Regions from separate parts of the Mus musculus genome. Here all the other regions are linked to region 3. The links are chromatin contacts, called in public HiChIP or PLAC-seq maps. All regions are on one chromosome and are shown on one strand. Each heading gives the region's core, a stretch centred on a gene start, on an enhancer-like site or on the middle of the called end of the contact. The rest is flanking DNA. Distances are from core to core; before and after follow the strand shown. Region 1 holds the start of Hrk (harakiri, BCL2 interacting protein (contains only BH3 domain)). Region 2 holds the start of Fbxo21 (F-box protein 21). Region 3 overlaps Fbxw8 (F-box and WD-40 domain protein 8).

Region 1 (4,374 bases), core at 429-2,928, 110 kb before region 3:
CACCCAGCACCCAGGGACGGTCCGGAGCACACAGCAGGCGCCCACACCTCTCGCCGTCGCTGGGGAAGGTGATAGGAGGCCAAGCTGTAAACCGCGACACCTCGTGGTAAAAGGAGCAACAAAGTTACCCAGGAGATGGGACCTTGATGTGCGCCTGCCTTGGAGAGAGGACCACGACCTACCCCTGAGAAACTTCCACGGGAGCGGGGGTGGGAGGAGTTGGGGGGTCATAGAGAATGGGGATCACCACAAACTGCAGACCCTTGAGGAGACGGGAGTTGGCAGTGGAGATATGGAGACCTGGTCAAGTTGGAATACCAGGCGGTTTGAAAAGGGCCGGGGACTCGAGAACCTGTGGTGCATAATTAGGGGAGACTCTTAGCTCGGACTGGTGCAGTTCTACTGCGTGTGTTTACTGGGGCTGGCAGCGATTGTGGTGGCTTACGTCCTTCTAAAACCACTATGCTGCAGAGGAAGGAGGAGGAGAGAGAAGAGGGAGAAAGGAGAGAGGGGACAGTGAGGAGAGAGAGAAGGGGGGGAGAGAGAGAGAGGTGGAGAAGGAAGGGGGGACACGGGGTAGTGGGAGAGGAGAGAGAAAGCAGACTGGAGAAAGGGAAAACAGGAGAAAGTGGAAAGGCAGAGGAGAGCTACACAAGGGGAAGAATAACGTGAGCCAGGGGATTGGAGAAAGAAGAGAGTGAAAACACTGAAGAGAGATGAGAGTGAGGGAGAAGAGAGAGGAGTGGGGAGGGGGGGGAGAGTGAAGACAGAACAGAGACAGGGGAGCGGGAGGAGAGGGGGAGGAGGTAAGGAAAAAGAGGAGAGAGAGAGGGAAAGGAAAGGGAGAGGAAGGAGAAGGGGAGGAGGGAAGGAAAAAGAGGAGAGAGAGAGGGAAAGGAAAGGGAGAGGAAGGAGAGAGGGGGAGAGAGTGGAGATGGAGAGTGGAGGGAAAGAAGAGAGGAGAGAGATGAAGGAGGGAAGGAGAGAGGGAGAGAGAGGAAGGAGGGAGGAAGAGAGAGAGGGAGAGAAGAGAGAGGGGGAAGGAGAAGGGAGGAAGAGAAGAGAGAAAGGAGAGAGGAACAGAGGGAGGAGGAGAGAGAATGAGGGAAGAGAGGGAGGGAGAGGGAGAGAGAGAGAGAGAGAGAGAGAGAGAGAGAGAGAGAGTAGGGGGGATGAGGCGGAGCAGATACTCGGGGTCTGGATAAAGAGGGACAGAGGGCAAGCGAAGAGTAGGAGACCGGGTCCGCTGTTCCTCGCCGAGGAGCCCTGGCTCCCGCTGTCGCTGTCGCTCTCCCGCCCGCTTGCCCGCGTACCTGTTGCTCGGTCCGGGCTGGGTCTCGGCTCCGGTCCCCCCCACCAAGAAGGCCCCGCGCGCGCCGCCTACGCGCTCCGCCTGCCGAGCAGCCAGGCCGCCAGCGCCGCCACCTGCGCGGCCGCGCACAGCCAGGGCCAGCGGGCGCGGAGCGCGGGCAGCAGCGCGGGCAGCGGGTCCCGGGGCCGCGCGCGACGCCGCATGGCGCGTCGGTGCAGCTCGTCGCCCAGCGCCTGCAGCCGCAGCGCGGTCACCTGCGCCGCCGCCCAGCGCAGCCCGGGGCGAGCGTCGCCGCAACCGCACACGGCCGGGGGCCCGCGGCCGCGATGCCGGGGACACGGGCACATGGCGTGCGGAGGAGCCTCCCTGGACCCCAAGTTTCGCCCTTCACCGCGCGTTTGTTGTGCTGACGGCGCTATTATTAATTAAAGTGTCACATGGTGGAGGGGGCGGGGAGGGCGCGGGGAGGGGGTTACATCATCCGGCCCGGGGGGTGGGGAGTGTGTGCAGGAGAAAAAGCCGAGAGGTAACTTTTAACCCTCGAGACGCCGGCAGGGCGGGGACAGGCAGGGATGCGGGGCTTCGGGAATGCTGGCCCGGGGTCCGCTGTTTCGCTTCCCGGGCTGCGGGAGGCTCCAGCTCGGAGATAGCCTGGAAAGCCAGCTCGGTGCGCACTGTGAATTGAGCTCCGGGAGAATTCGGCCGTAATGCGAAAAGATCCCCGGGCTGTTGTGTGGCCTGGGTGGTGGGAGGCAGGGTTCAAGCCGACTTGCCCTGTTTCGGGACAGCCTCCGCACCTGTCAGCCTCCGGGTGGGTGCACACATTCCTGACACGCGTTCGCACCCCCTTCTGGTGACCTGACTTAAGCGCACCCCGGGGTGGGAGCCTGAACCCTGAAATGAAGGCGGGGGACCCGGGATGGGTTGGACTCCAACTTGGGCGAGTCGCCTTTGCACTCAAGACATCTCCCCACCCCCCACCCCCCACCCAAGAACGTGGTTCTAGAGAGAAGTTCTTGCAGCCTGCTTACTTTGTAGGCTTTATCTTTTCAAACGGGGTCAGAGTTTGCTGGCGACCCTGTAAGGCTTTGCCTTGGTGCCCAGTGAGGTTACCTAACCCAAAGGAAGACCAATCCAGTTTTGCTCCAGCTCCAGCCTGGGAAGTCCTCTGGGGAGGGTGCCGACCAGTGAGGAGGCTCCTGGGACTCCTTAGGGTGCTAGAGAGACCCGCCCACCATGTCCAAGCCACTGGATTTTGGACAGCTTTGGGATTGGGGCCTGAAGGAGCAGGGAAGTGGTCCATATACAACCTGGTCCATATAGTGGTTTCAGGCCAGCCACAGTTACAGAGAGAATCCTTTATTTAAAAACCCCAAAGAGTCAGGGATGCCTCTGTGGGTAAAGGTGCTTGCAACCGAACCTGATGACTTAATTTCAGTCCTGTGAATCCGTGTGTTCCAAAGACAGAAATCTGATACCCACAGATTGTCCTCTGACCTCCATATGTACTACCCTATGTGTATGCACATAAGATAGATAGATAGATAGATAGATAGATAGATAGATAGATAGATAGATAGATAGATAGATAGGAGATAGACAGACGTATTCAAACAGAAAACAAGTCGAGCAGTGGTTGTACACGCCTTTAATCCCAACACTTGGGAGGCAGAGGCAGGCAGATTTCTGAGTTCGAGGCCAGCCTGGTCTACAGAGTGAGTTCCAGGACAGCCAGGGCTACACAGAAAAACCCTGTCTCAAAAAACCAAAATAAATAACTAAAACCCAAAAGATAAGAAACTATGAACTCACCTTTTTGGAGTTCTGTGATGTTATTGTGACTTTCCTTTTGTTTCAAAAACTCTGCTACGGTGTAACCAGAAGCTCTCCTGCCTCATCCTCCTGACCACCAAATGACAGGAGGACTCTGCAGCTTGACTGACTTTCAGCCACATCAATGGGCTACGGGCTCCCTTGGAAGCTTGGTGAGGTGACTGTCAGAGCTCAGCATAGCCCAGCTGTGTGCTTTTGGTGACCCTCGCCCCCACCCAGTGGGCAGTCACTGTGCCCTTACTACCCACACTACAGAGTACCTTCCATGCCAGCTGCCTGCCAAGGTCCTGGCCTGTGCTCCTACAGAGACTCTTTCGGTGTCCTGTTTTTCAACATGAGGAAGCCAAGGCCCAAGTCCATGAGGCCTCTTGCCCAAGATAGGGGTTAGTACAAAGCAAAGGCTGGCTCTGAACCAGGGCACCCAGTAGCAGGCACAAAACTCTAGCTATGGCTTGACACTGGACTCTGTATTCTGAGACTGATAATACCTCCCTCCCAGGACCGGGGCCCAGATTAAATGAAAGAACCCTGTGCCAAGCGCCTGGCACGCATCGGGCTCAAATAAACCTCCGTCCCCTCTGATTCTGGCCAGAACTCCTTCCCCATCTCCCGGGACTCCCCCTCCCTAATCCCAGCCATCCTTAACAGAGGGGCAGCTGAACCATTGCCCGAGTGTAGTGGTCCAAGATTGAAGATACAGTGTCTATTTAAAAAGCCCTTTGGATTTAAATTGAACAATCCCCCCTCCCTTTTAATCTCCACGCTTTTAACGGCTCACTTCATGGACATTAATTTTAATGGGACGATTATTACCCTGTTTGGAAGCCTGCCCCTCGAAATGCTGGGCTCACAAGGTGGCACTGGGTTGGCTCCCAGCAGCTTGGACTTTTTTTTTTTTTTTTTTTTTTTTTTTTTTTTAAGCAGAGAGTACCGTTTTGGCGGTGGGGAGGAGAGGGGAAGAGAAGAGGGCTATGGGGAGAGGGGGTCAAGGGAAGACCTCTGTCCCCTCATCACTGAATCAGAGTCTCTAAAGTTACCCAGTTACCCTGACCCTCTCTGCACTTGGTCACTGGATCTTGAAATGTAGCCTTTAAAAAGCTCTCTCTCTCTCTCTCTCTCTCTCTCTCTCTCTCTCTCTGTGTGTGTGTGTGTGTGTGTGTGTGTGTGTGTGTGTGTGTGTACGTATGAGATGGAGTGCATGTGGAGGTCAGAGGACAATTTGCAGGAGT
Region 2 (4,760 bases), core at 2,046-4,545, 87 kb after region 3:
CCCGACCTCCTGAGCACTGGGACTTCAGGGGTGAGCCACCTGTCAACTGTGCACCCCGGGAGTAGGTGTACACAAAGCTTCTCAGAGCATAACTGTGGCATAACATAAACTATCTGGAAACACCGCAGCTCCCTCGCTCGCTCGCGCAATCTCTCTCTCTCTCACTCTCTCTCTCTCTCTGCCCCACAGCAATTCCCTCTGCAGTTATCCTGGTGAAGCTGTGCCTTACCTTCCTTCCATGTTTAGGATACACACCAGCTCATCCTCAAAAAAGATCTCTGGGCCCTCAAGGTTTTCAATGTCACTGAAGCCATTACAGGGGACCTGTGGAGAAGACACACACAGGAGGCCTCAACCATGAGTTAGCGTGGCTGACCCTGGCAGACACATAGCTGAGAGTCCCAAGGGAGGGAGGCCACACATAGAGCAGTGACAGCGGCTCTTACACACAGCCTCCTAGGGCCTCCAGGGCAGAAAGCAACCAACATGGCAGCCACGGCACATTCAGACCTGGCACCCGTGGCTACAGCCTCACACTCACACAGTCCGAGTTTCCGAGCCTGCTAAGGAGATAGATGTGTGTTAAGTGGATGGTATGTGTGTAGAAGTGGTGGTCCATTAAGACTCTTGGGTTAACATCCTGGGATTTTTCCCAGTTTCCCTTTTGAAAGCAGCCAGTGTTTCAGGTTGATTTGTGTGCACATGGAGAAAACAAGAAAACCAGTGTGCTGAGCCAAATTGATCACCCATCTATGCATCCACCTCTAACTGTGCCCCTGCTGCGTTCAAAGTCCACCACACGTTCTAATTAAGTAAGCAGTGACACAGGGAAGGGGGGGGAGTAGAGTTCACCGATCCATCATTATTAGAGAAAAGCACACACAACCACAGGTGGATCCCAGGGAGAGCCTGTGAACCAGTGGCTTGTGACTAACTGTATCCCACATGCCCCGCATCAAAACACCTGTGTGTGCGCACATTTAAGCCAGGACTGAACACTTGTAGTTACTGACTGGCAGGGGCACTGTTCCAGACTGAACCAAACCTTGGTTCATTCTGCCGTTAACAAGCATTTCTATAAACAAATTGGGGGGTGTCTATTTGTAGTTCCCATTGGGGACTGAGTTAAAAATGTGTTCAAAGTTCAGATCTGCTCTTTCAAAACTTGAAACGCCTTGAAAACGCTGCTCATAAACTCCTTTAACAGCAGAGTGGGAAATCAGAACTAACCTTCAGAAAATAACCTTCACCAACCTAGAAGAACTAAACAAGCACTGTCAGCTACACTGGTCGGCTCACAATCTGCAGGGACTGGAAATACGAGAGGGGACAATTCCCTAGCCCTACAAAAAGTAGTGAATGGAACGGACACCGATTTCCATGGGACATTTCTGGACAAGGGAGAAAAACAACGACTAACTCCGAACCTGAAAAGAAACACACATCTCAGCCCTTACAGAAAAGCGACACACGACTCGAGCCAGGCTTGAGGCTGCCTCCTGGGAATCGCAGTCCTCAGGAGGCTGGACGGGAGTTCAAGGCCAGCCTGGGCCGCATAGTGAACCTCCTCTCTCGGAACAAAGAGCCACAGTGATAAACAGAAATGCTCAATGGCTAGGAGCAGCTACGGCAGCTTTTAACCTTGGTTCCTTAAAAAGGCAGTTCCCTGCACGGCATGCACTTCTGCAGCCTCCCTGGGAAACAGGCACCAAGAGGTTGACAGTGCATAAAGCGCCTAACAGTCTCAAAGAGTAAGGCTTCTCTGGACCTAGTGGACACCGCCCTGTGTCCCTTTCCGCTCCTCAACACCCCACTCCCTCTGGCTTTAAAAAAAGTAGGGCTAGCAGGGACAAATGGCTCCGTGTTGTTGGACGGGAGGAGAGGGGACACAATGACTCTTATAAGCATGCAAGCAAAGGGCTGTGTGAGCAGTGAAAAGGGAAATAGGAACAAGAGCTGAAAAGCTATGGCAGGCACACACGAACGAGCGCGTGCGCGCACGAACACACATACACACACACACACACACACACACACACACACACAGAGCATGACCAAGCCTGATGCTTACGTGCTCTGAAAAGAACCGCTTGGAGAAGGAAGCTACAATCTTCCGGGCTTCTAACCCAGCTTTCTGCCGAACTTTATATTCCTCTAACCAATTGACGTAGTCGGTGGGGCTGTAGTGCTTCATCAGGGAGGGCCACCTATAAGGGGGGGGGGGGGAGAGAAAACACCCTTTCTCAGCTCCGCAGAGACTGCAAAAAACCACGGAGGAGTCTGCGGGCAAGGGGGGGGGGGTGGACTTGGCAGAGGCTCTAGTTGCAATAATCATAGCGTATGCAATGCATTCCCTCACTACTCAGATGCAGTGACCTTGGCGTGGCGACACGAAAGGCAGCGTTTCTACCACCAGTAGCCGCCGCCCCCCCTCCGCCCCCCAATCTCTGCGCTGGCCACAATCACAGTGATGCTAACGGTTCTCGTGGATGGCGCGCCTCCCTCAGCATCAGGCCCTGCAAACCCGGGCCTCATCTTATTTGATTCCCCATAATGGGAAAAAAAAAAAAAGGAGGGGGGGTCTCATCACCGACCAGGAGACCCAGGCTCTGGAGAAGGGAGGTGGACCGACATCACCCCCTCCACCCCCAAGGTCACGAGCTGGACTGGCAGGTCCGATGCCGGCATCCTAAGGAGCTAGCCAGGAATGCACGCACCGCTGCTTTGCCTGCACGTCAACATCCTGCAGCGGCCACAAAAGATGCGCCTCCTCCTGCAGCCGGGAGGCGCGTGAAGGCCGCAGCCCCCCGGGGCGGAGCGCTCCGGAGGCCCCGGCCTCGGGCGGCTGCCGCGACCCCATCGGAGCTCCGGAGGGGGCCCCCCGGGCTGCAGGCAGGCCTTTGTCTGCGGCCGCGGGAAGAGGGCGGCGCGCGGCCCGGAGGCCCGGAGGGTGGCGGGGTGGGGCCCCACGCGAGGCCCGGCGCCGAGGGGCTCTGCGGGTCCCGGGAACGGGATGCTCGCTCACCTCACCCGGAACTGCTCCTTCCACACCTGCCCGCTGCTCTGGCACACCTCGCGCAGGCGGCGGCAGGTGCTGGACACGCGGCCGATGTCCAGCGCCGTGAGCGAGCCGCTGCACAGGATGTACTCCAGCACCTCGCCCGGCAGCTGCACCAGGCAGCTGGGGCCCGTCGCCTCAGCCGCGGCCTCCTCGGCCAGCGCCGGCACCACCTCCATAGCGCTGTCCCCCGCTACCGACGCCATCTTGTCCGCGTACCTGAGGGGGCCGCTGTGCGGGCGGGCGCGCGCGCGATAGGAGCCTAAGAAGCCGTACCACGCCCTCAGGGGGAGTGGCTGGGAACGCCCCGCCCACGCCAGGGGGTCCCGCCCACTCCGCTTGGAGGACTGGGAAGAGCCAGAGGCGAGAGCTGGCTGCTGCTGCAGAGATAAATGGTCCTTTCGCGTCCTGATTCTCCCAGGGGCATTTTTAAAAATGATAGCTGGGTGCTCGTCTTCGGCAGCGCAGATACTAAAACTGGAACGATGCAGAGATTTGCATGGATGCTGCGCCTAGGATGACACGCAAATTCGGGGAGGCGGTGGCACCTTTGATCTCCGCATTTAGGAGGTGGAAGTAGGCAGATCTCAGAGTTCGAGGCTAGCCTCAGCTATAGAGCGAGTTCCATGACAGCCAGAGATACACAGAGAAACCCTGTCTCGAAAATAAATATATCGAGGTTGCCCGGGCAGTGGTGGCGCACGCCTTTAATCCCAGCACTTGGGAGGCAGAAGCAGGTGGGTTTCCAAGTTCGAGGCCAGCCTGGTCTACAGAGTGAGTTTCAGGACAGCCAGGGCTACACAGAGAAACCCTGTCTCGAAAAACAAAACAAAACAAAACAAAATTGCCCTTTGGCCTTCACCTTCTCGATGGGACATGAGTCCACATAGACAATAACTAAAAGTTAAAAATGACTATGGTGGCTTACTTCCTAATTCCCAGCTCTCAGGAGACCGAGGCACGCAGATCAAAAGTTGGGCTATCTATATTAAGATCCGATCTCAAAAGCAATTTGAGACAGAGTCTGATGTAGTCCACTCTGGTCTTGAATTATGTATTGGAGAAGGACCTTGAGTTTCTGGCCCCCCTGCCTTTACCTCCCATAGCTTGTATTAAAGGCATACACCACCAAGATGTACTTCAGAGGTGGTAGTGCGGGGGTGAAACCCAGGGCTTGGTGCCGGTTAGCCATGCACTTTACAGCCATGCCATAGTCCCAAAATTAAGCTGTTGAAAATGGCTATCTTATACCAAGCACTTCCTGGAAGTGATTTGGCCTTCTCCACGGGTGACTCACTCTCCACTGGGTACTGAGGCAAGCATACTATTTGTTTTTGGGGACCCCTATTTCTAGCTCTATGATGGTGTGGAGAATAGTAGTAACCCCTGAATCTATGTCCTGATTTGAAGCAGGTCGAAGTATCGTGGGGAGCTCTCCTCTGTGTGACTGGGCTCCTTCAAGCCGCTGATCCCTTTGACTCTGCCTCCCAAAATGCTGAGTGTGATTTTAGAGGTGTTCATGGTGTCTGCTTTTAATTGTCTTCCACTCAACAATCCTTCATGATTTGGGGGACATATATGCCCTCTCTGGCAATACAACAATTACCATATGCTCTGGCTGTCCTGAAACTCACTTGGTAGACCAGGCTGGTCTCGAACTCAGAAATCCACCTGCCTCTGCCTCCCAAGTGCTGGGATTAAA
Region 3 (4,255 bases), core at 1,520-4,019:
CAGCAGATGGCACGGGCCATGGCACCGTGGCCCACACAGCCAAGCCAGATGGGTTACCTGGCTCCTGCGGCAGGCCTGCGGTGACTTGGCCAGCACTGCCCGTGTGCGAGGTGGCAGAGCCCCTCCTGTGCAGCAGCCTGGGCCTACTGCGGTGCACTAGGGAACTTCTCCCTGGAACAGAAGAGGAGCACCAGCCTGTGCCTGGCCGAGCCGAGCTTGTGCTGTGGCAGCTGCCCTTCCCAAGACAGACGTGCTGCCTCTCACCGCGGCAGGGGCCCTTTGAGTCCCCCCACTTTCCCTGTGGGGACAAGCCTGTCCCTTGCTGGCTTAGTGTTACTGTTTTGCCACCCTGCCCTGGCCAGAGTTCCGAGTCCTCCTGTGGCCATGTTCCTGCCCCAAGCCCTGTTGGCATTTGTCCAACTCATGAAGACAAAGGTGCCAGTGATGCCATCGGGAGTGGCCTGGTTCCGGCACTGGCTCCCTCAAGGTCACGGCATACAAGGACAGCCTTTATGGCAGGTGTTTGCCAAACCTCAAGGTGACTTGCACTTCTGCCTCTCCTTCCACCAACTTGGGCCTCTTCCAGCACAGTGGAACTTGGACTGGTCAACTGCAGAGGATCAGACCTGAGGGCCTGCCCTCTCCCACCTAACAGAGGGGCTTTGTTCACGTCTCGAAGAGCCTGGTTTGCCAAGTGGTCAGAGTGGCAGGCTGCTCTGGGCTTGCTCTGTTTCTTACCCATAAGTTCTGTGTCACTAGGCTGCAGGTATCCATCCAGCCATGTCTATGAGGTTTGTATCACACAGCCCTCCGGGGAAAGTATCAGATTAAACATTAGCCTCCAACCACCACCAAACTGGGGGAGGGGACAACTTTATAAGTAGAGCATTGTGATGCCACACACACACACTCGCTGAGTGTCCCACCACTCAGGAGGATTTTAAGTTTGAGGACCAATCTCTAGAATCAATTGTCAGTAACAGGACAGTACTGTAGGGTAGATCTCGCTTTCAGTCTGCTACAGAATAGAGAGCACACCCAACCTCCACCCAGCCACTGAGGCCCCAGCTCTGCCTGCTTCTCTACCCACAGCCCTACTCCCAGCTCCTCAGCAGTAGCCTTGGGTGCCACCAAGTCAGCTTCAGTGTGGTTGATGAAGAGCCTGTACTTACCTGTCCCCAAATAAATGTTAGCACAAAGCCTGCTTCACACTGATGATGGAGGCACCTCATCTGGCTCGTGTCACACAGCGATGGGAGGTCTGGCTGCACAGGGGCGGAGCACCACCCACCTACACACAGTCCTGCAAGAAACAATCTACCTGCTTCCTCCCTGCCCTGCAGACCCCACGGCCCACTGGTGAGGCTGCCCAGGGCAGTAGCCAGAAGTCCCCCAGGGTGGGGGATACCAAGGAATTAGTCTGTACTCCTGGGGAGCAGGTTTGCACCAATTCATGGTCTTTATCCTGCCTAGGTAGGCAGCTGCAGAGCATGCTGGGAGCCAAGCAGTTGGTACTCCTGGTGGTTTCGACAGTGGGGAGGCAGCCTGGCCTCGCCATTGTGAACAAACGAGCTTGCTTCTGGTCCTGGAGGACTAGGCTCCCAGTGAGTCAATCTCGTTTTAATTAGCTGTTTGGATTAGCTGTGCCCAGAGCTTCAAAGACATTAGTAGGCCCTCAAAGGGGAGCACCAGCCAGCACGCTTGATGAACGTCCATCACAGCATCTTCCCTGCTAGACCTCCGGGCTCTGGCCGAGGGAAGGCGATCCATTATTTATGAAAACATTTTACATTCATGAACTGCCTTTGTTGAGAAAGGACACCACTGAAAGTGGGAGAGTCTCAGGAAACCCAGGCCCAGGAGATGCCAAAGTGGCAGCTGCCCAGAGCCTGCAGCCCCCTCCTCACCACAGCATGGAGTCCAGGAAGCCAGGCTCCAGATAGTTTATGCATTATGTCCCCCTGCTGACCTGCTGGCTTTCTAGAGCCCTAGAGCCAGTAGAAACCTAGAAGCCAGGAAGTCCCCAAGTGGTGAGGTATACCTTTGTTGGGTTCTCCCCAGAGCTGACAGTTTGCTTGGCTCTGAGCAGGGAGATGGGAGCCCCCATATCTGCTCCTGCCTGCTGCTTTGCTGGGGCTTTTTTTTTTTTTTTTTTTTTTTTTTTATCAAACTGAGGCCTGTGTTCAAAAGCACGGCCCTGGCAGTGCCTTCCTTCTGACCTCCTTCCTCACCAGTCCAGGAGAGTGGGTGGTGTTGAGTGGCCCTGCAGGCCAGCATCAAACACAGGCCAGCCCTGCCTGCCAAGTGCTTGCTCAGAACACCTGCAGACCCCCTCAGCTCCTCACTTGCCTCTGGGGTCCAACATAGTAACCAATCTAGCACCCTCACACGCATACACACAGCACCATCCTACCACATCCCCTGAGCACATCTCTGCACACCCCTATAACTGGCCACATAGCATGTTTTGCTTTTAAGTAAGGCATACTAGCTTGCACCTCACCCCCAGCAGTAGGCCAGGGCTCACTTACTTAGTCAAGTTACCATTTTCCCCTTCGTGCACATTACGGAGGACACCTGTTGTTGAGAAGATCCGTCCACCTCTCGGAACCACTTGAGACAGCCTGCTTGGGGAGGGCAGCATGGAAGGGACCCATAGAAGCAGCCACTGAATCTGGCACATCACCATGGAGACAGAGCCTGCCATCAGTCATGACGAGCAAGCACCCACAGCGAGAGAGAAGGCTGCAGGGGTCTCTACTGAGACCAGAACAATCCGCTCTGTTCTGGCACCAGGATTGTTTGTTCAGGCATGAGTCACCATCCCCTGAGCAGTGCTGATGGCAGACACCAGTATTTTCACCAAACCAGCAGAGCTAAGATGTACGTGCCGCGAGGCTTAGGAAGTAAGAGCAACTGGTGCAAGAGCCTGACAGCTTGAGTTTGATCCCCAGGAAAAAGGGGGGAGGGGCAGGGGCTAAAAAGACAGATGAGTTCCCAACACCCACATCAAGCAGCTCCAGGGGTGCTGATAGCCTTGGCTCGGGGCACCCACACTCATGTGTACAAACAAAGGCATATACACTTCTTTTCCTCATATTAAAAAGCCGATGTGGTAGTCCACATCTGTAATCCCAGAGCTCCTGTGAGATGGGAGGCAGAGACAGGACAGTTGCCAGAAGTCAGTCTGGAGTACACAGATGTTGGGGGGGGGGGGGGGCTGCCTCAATGTGGCAGGAGGCAAGAACAGGCATATTGTCCTCTGACCTATACACACACACACACAGGGTCACACCTGATGGTAACAACTTAAAGTGTATCCATTAGGAGGCTGTACAATTATGAGAACCAGAGTTTAGCTCTTGGTACCCACAGAACAAGCCGGCACCCCCAACTCCAGCCCCAGAGGATCTGAATCCCTCCTCTAGCCAATGTGCACTCCTATGCACATAGGCACAGACACATAAAAGTTAGAGAGAAAAATGCTGCACGCACATGGCAAAGAACTGGCAGGAAAACGGGGTTAGCGGATGGAGTGGAAATACTTCATGACTGCCCTCTGGGCCTTAAGGGAGCTCCAGCTACAGGTGTCCAGCCAACCATGATGTGGCCATTGACAGACAACACAAATGAGATCAAACATGCTCAGAACAAGACATCTAACTAAGCATGCCAACAGCATCAGGTGCCAGTCACCCAAAGAACTTCCTGGAGTCTAGAAAGGCACCTCCCAGCGTCAACAGAGGGAACAAAAGCATCCTAGAACAACACCTGAGAGACCTAGATAACAAGCACCAGCAACCCACTGGTTGGGGTGGGGGGACGACCTCTGCTCTGCAGTCAATATTTTGGCTCTACTGGCCCCCCACCCATCCTGACAAGCCAAGATGTATAAGCTACCTACCTGCAGTAGGCACCTCTAGTCTCCACTACCGCCTGTGCTGGGGGCCAGAGTTTCCTGGGCTCGCATCTGGGTCCATGCTGTCAGGAGGAACCATGGCAACCCCAATTGTAGGTACCCTCCATCAGGAGCTGACACCAGCAGCCAGCCAGCAGTGATGGTGCTAAGAAAACCCCCATTACCTACACGCCAGGTCTTCTGGAAGCCTGCCCAGACAGACTCTTCCTGGCTCCCCCCCCCCCCCACCAGGTGGGGACCACAGGTAGATGCCCAGTCCTTCAAGGAGGAAAGCAGATGGTATACAAGGGCCAACAGACAGGACAGAGGGCCTCACCAGTCTCTGCCTGCTCCTCA

Evidence for each region. HiChIP or PLAC-seq counts read pairs in DNA pulled down with a chosen protein or histone mark.
Region 1: an HNF4G HiChIP or PLAC-seq map of pancreatic cancer cells shows a contact between it and region 3. The contact joins the promoter of Hrk here to the enhancer-like site in region 3. A contact is called at or near these places in 1 of 484 Hi-C or Micro-C datasets (the N1E-115 cell line), 3 of 115 datasets of contacts at active chromatin or transcription factors (VIP interneurons, memory CD8 T cells and pancreatic cancer cells) and 3 of 9 other capture datasets (adipose tissue, liver and pancreatic islet).
Region 2: a contact with region 3 is called in an H3K4me3 HiChIP or PLAC-seq map of forebrain, with 3 times the contacts expected there. The contact joins the promoter of Fbxo21 here to the enhancer-like site in region 3. A contact is called at or near these places in 5 of 39 promoter capture datasets (HPC-7-derived erythroid cells, embryonic stem cells, hippocampal neurons and 1 more), 6 of 115 datasets of contacts at active chromatin or transcription factors (double positive thymocytes, embryonic midbrain, embryonic stem cells and 3 more) and 3 of 9 other capture datasets (adipose tissue, liver and pancreatic islet).

What each region holds. Positions count from the first base shown.
Region 1 is chr5:118,167,068-118,171,441 of GRCm38.p6, reverse strand. Hrk (harakiri, BCL2 interacting protein (contains only BH3 domain)) reads right to left here and starts at 1,678. Exons shown (of 2, transcript NM_007545.2): 1 at 1,314-1,678. The coding sequence starts at 1,659. The coding sequence ends at 1,381.
Region 2 is chr5:117,975,305-117,980,064 of GRCm38.p6, reverse strand. Fbxo21 (F-box protein 21) reads right to left here and starts at 3,295. Exons shown (of 12, transcript NM_001346588.1): 1 at 3,026-3,295; 2 at 2,072-2,207; 3 at 230-324. The coding sequence starts at 3,264.
Region 3 is chr5:118,061,940-118,066,194 of GRCm38.p6, reverse strand. Fbxw8 (F-box and WD-40 domain protein 8) reads left to right here. Exons shown (of 11, transcript NM_172721.2): 11 at 1-1,214. Among named protein-coding and RNA genes, the nearest start is that of Gm30466, 6.4 kb to the left of the region's middle. Within about 2 kb of position 2,769, at least 45 of the 459 cell types and tissues checked have an H3K27ac peak or open chromatin away from gene starts, as enhancers often do. A contact at or near this core is called in the N1E-115 cell line, forebrain, hippocampal neurons and 2 more, where this site is marked.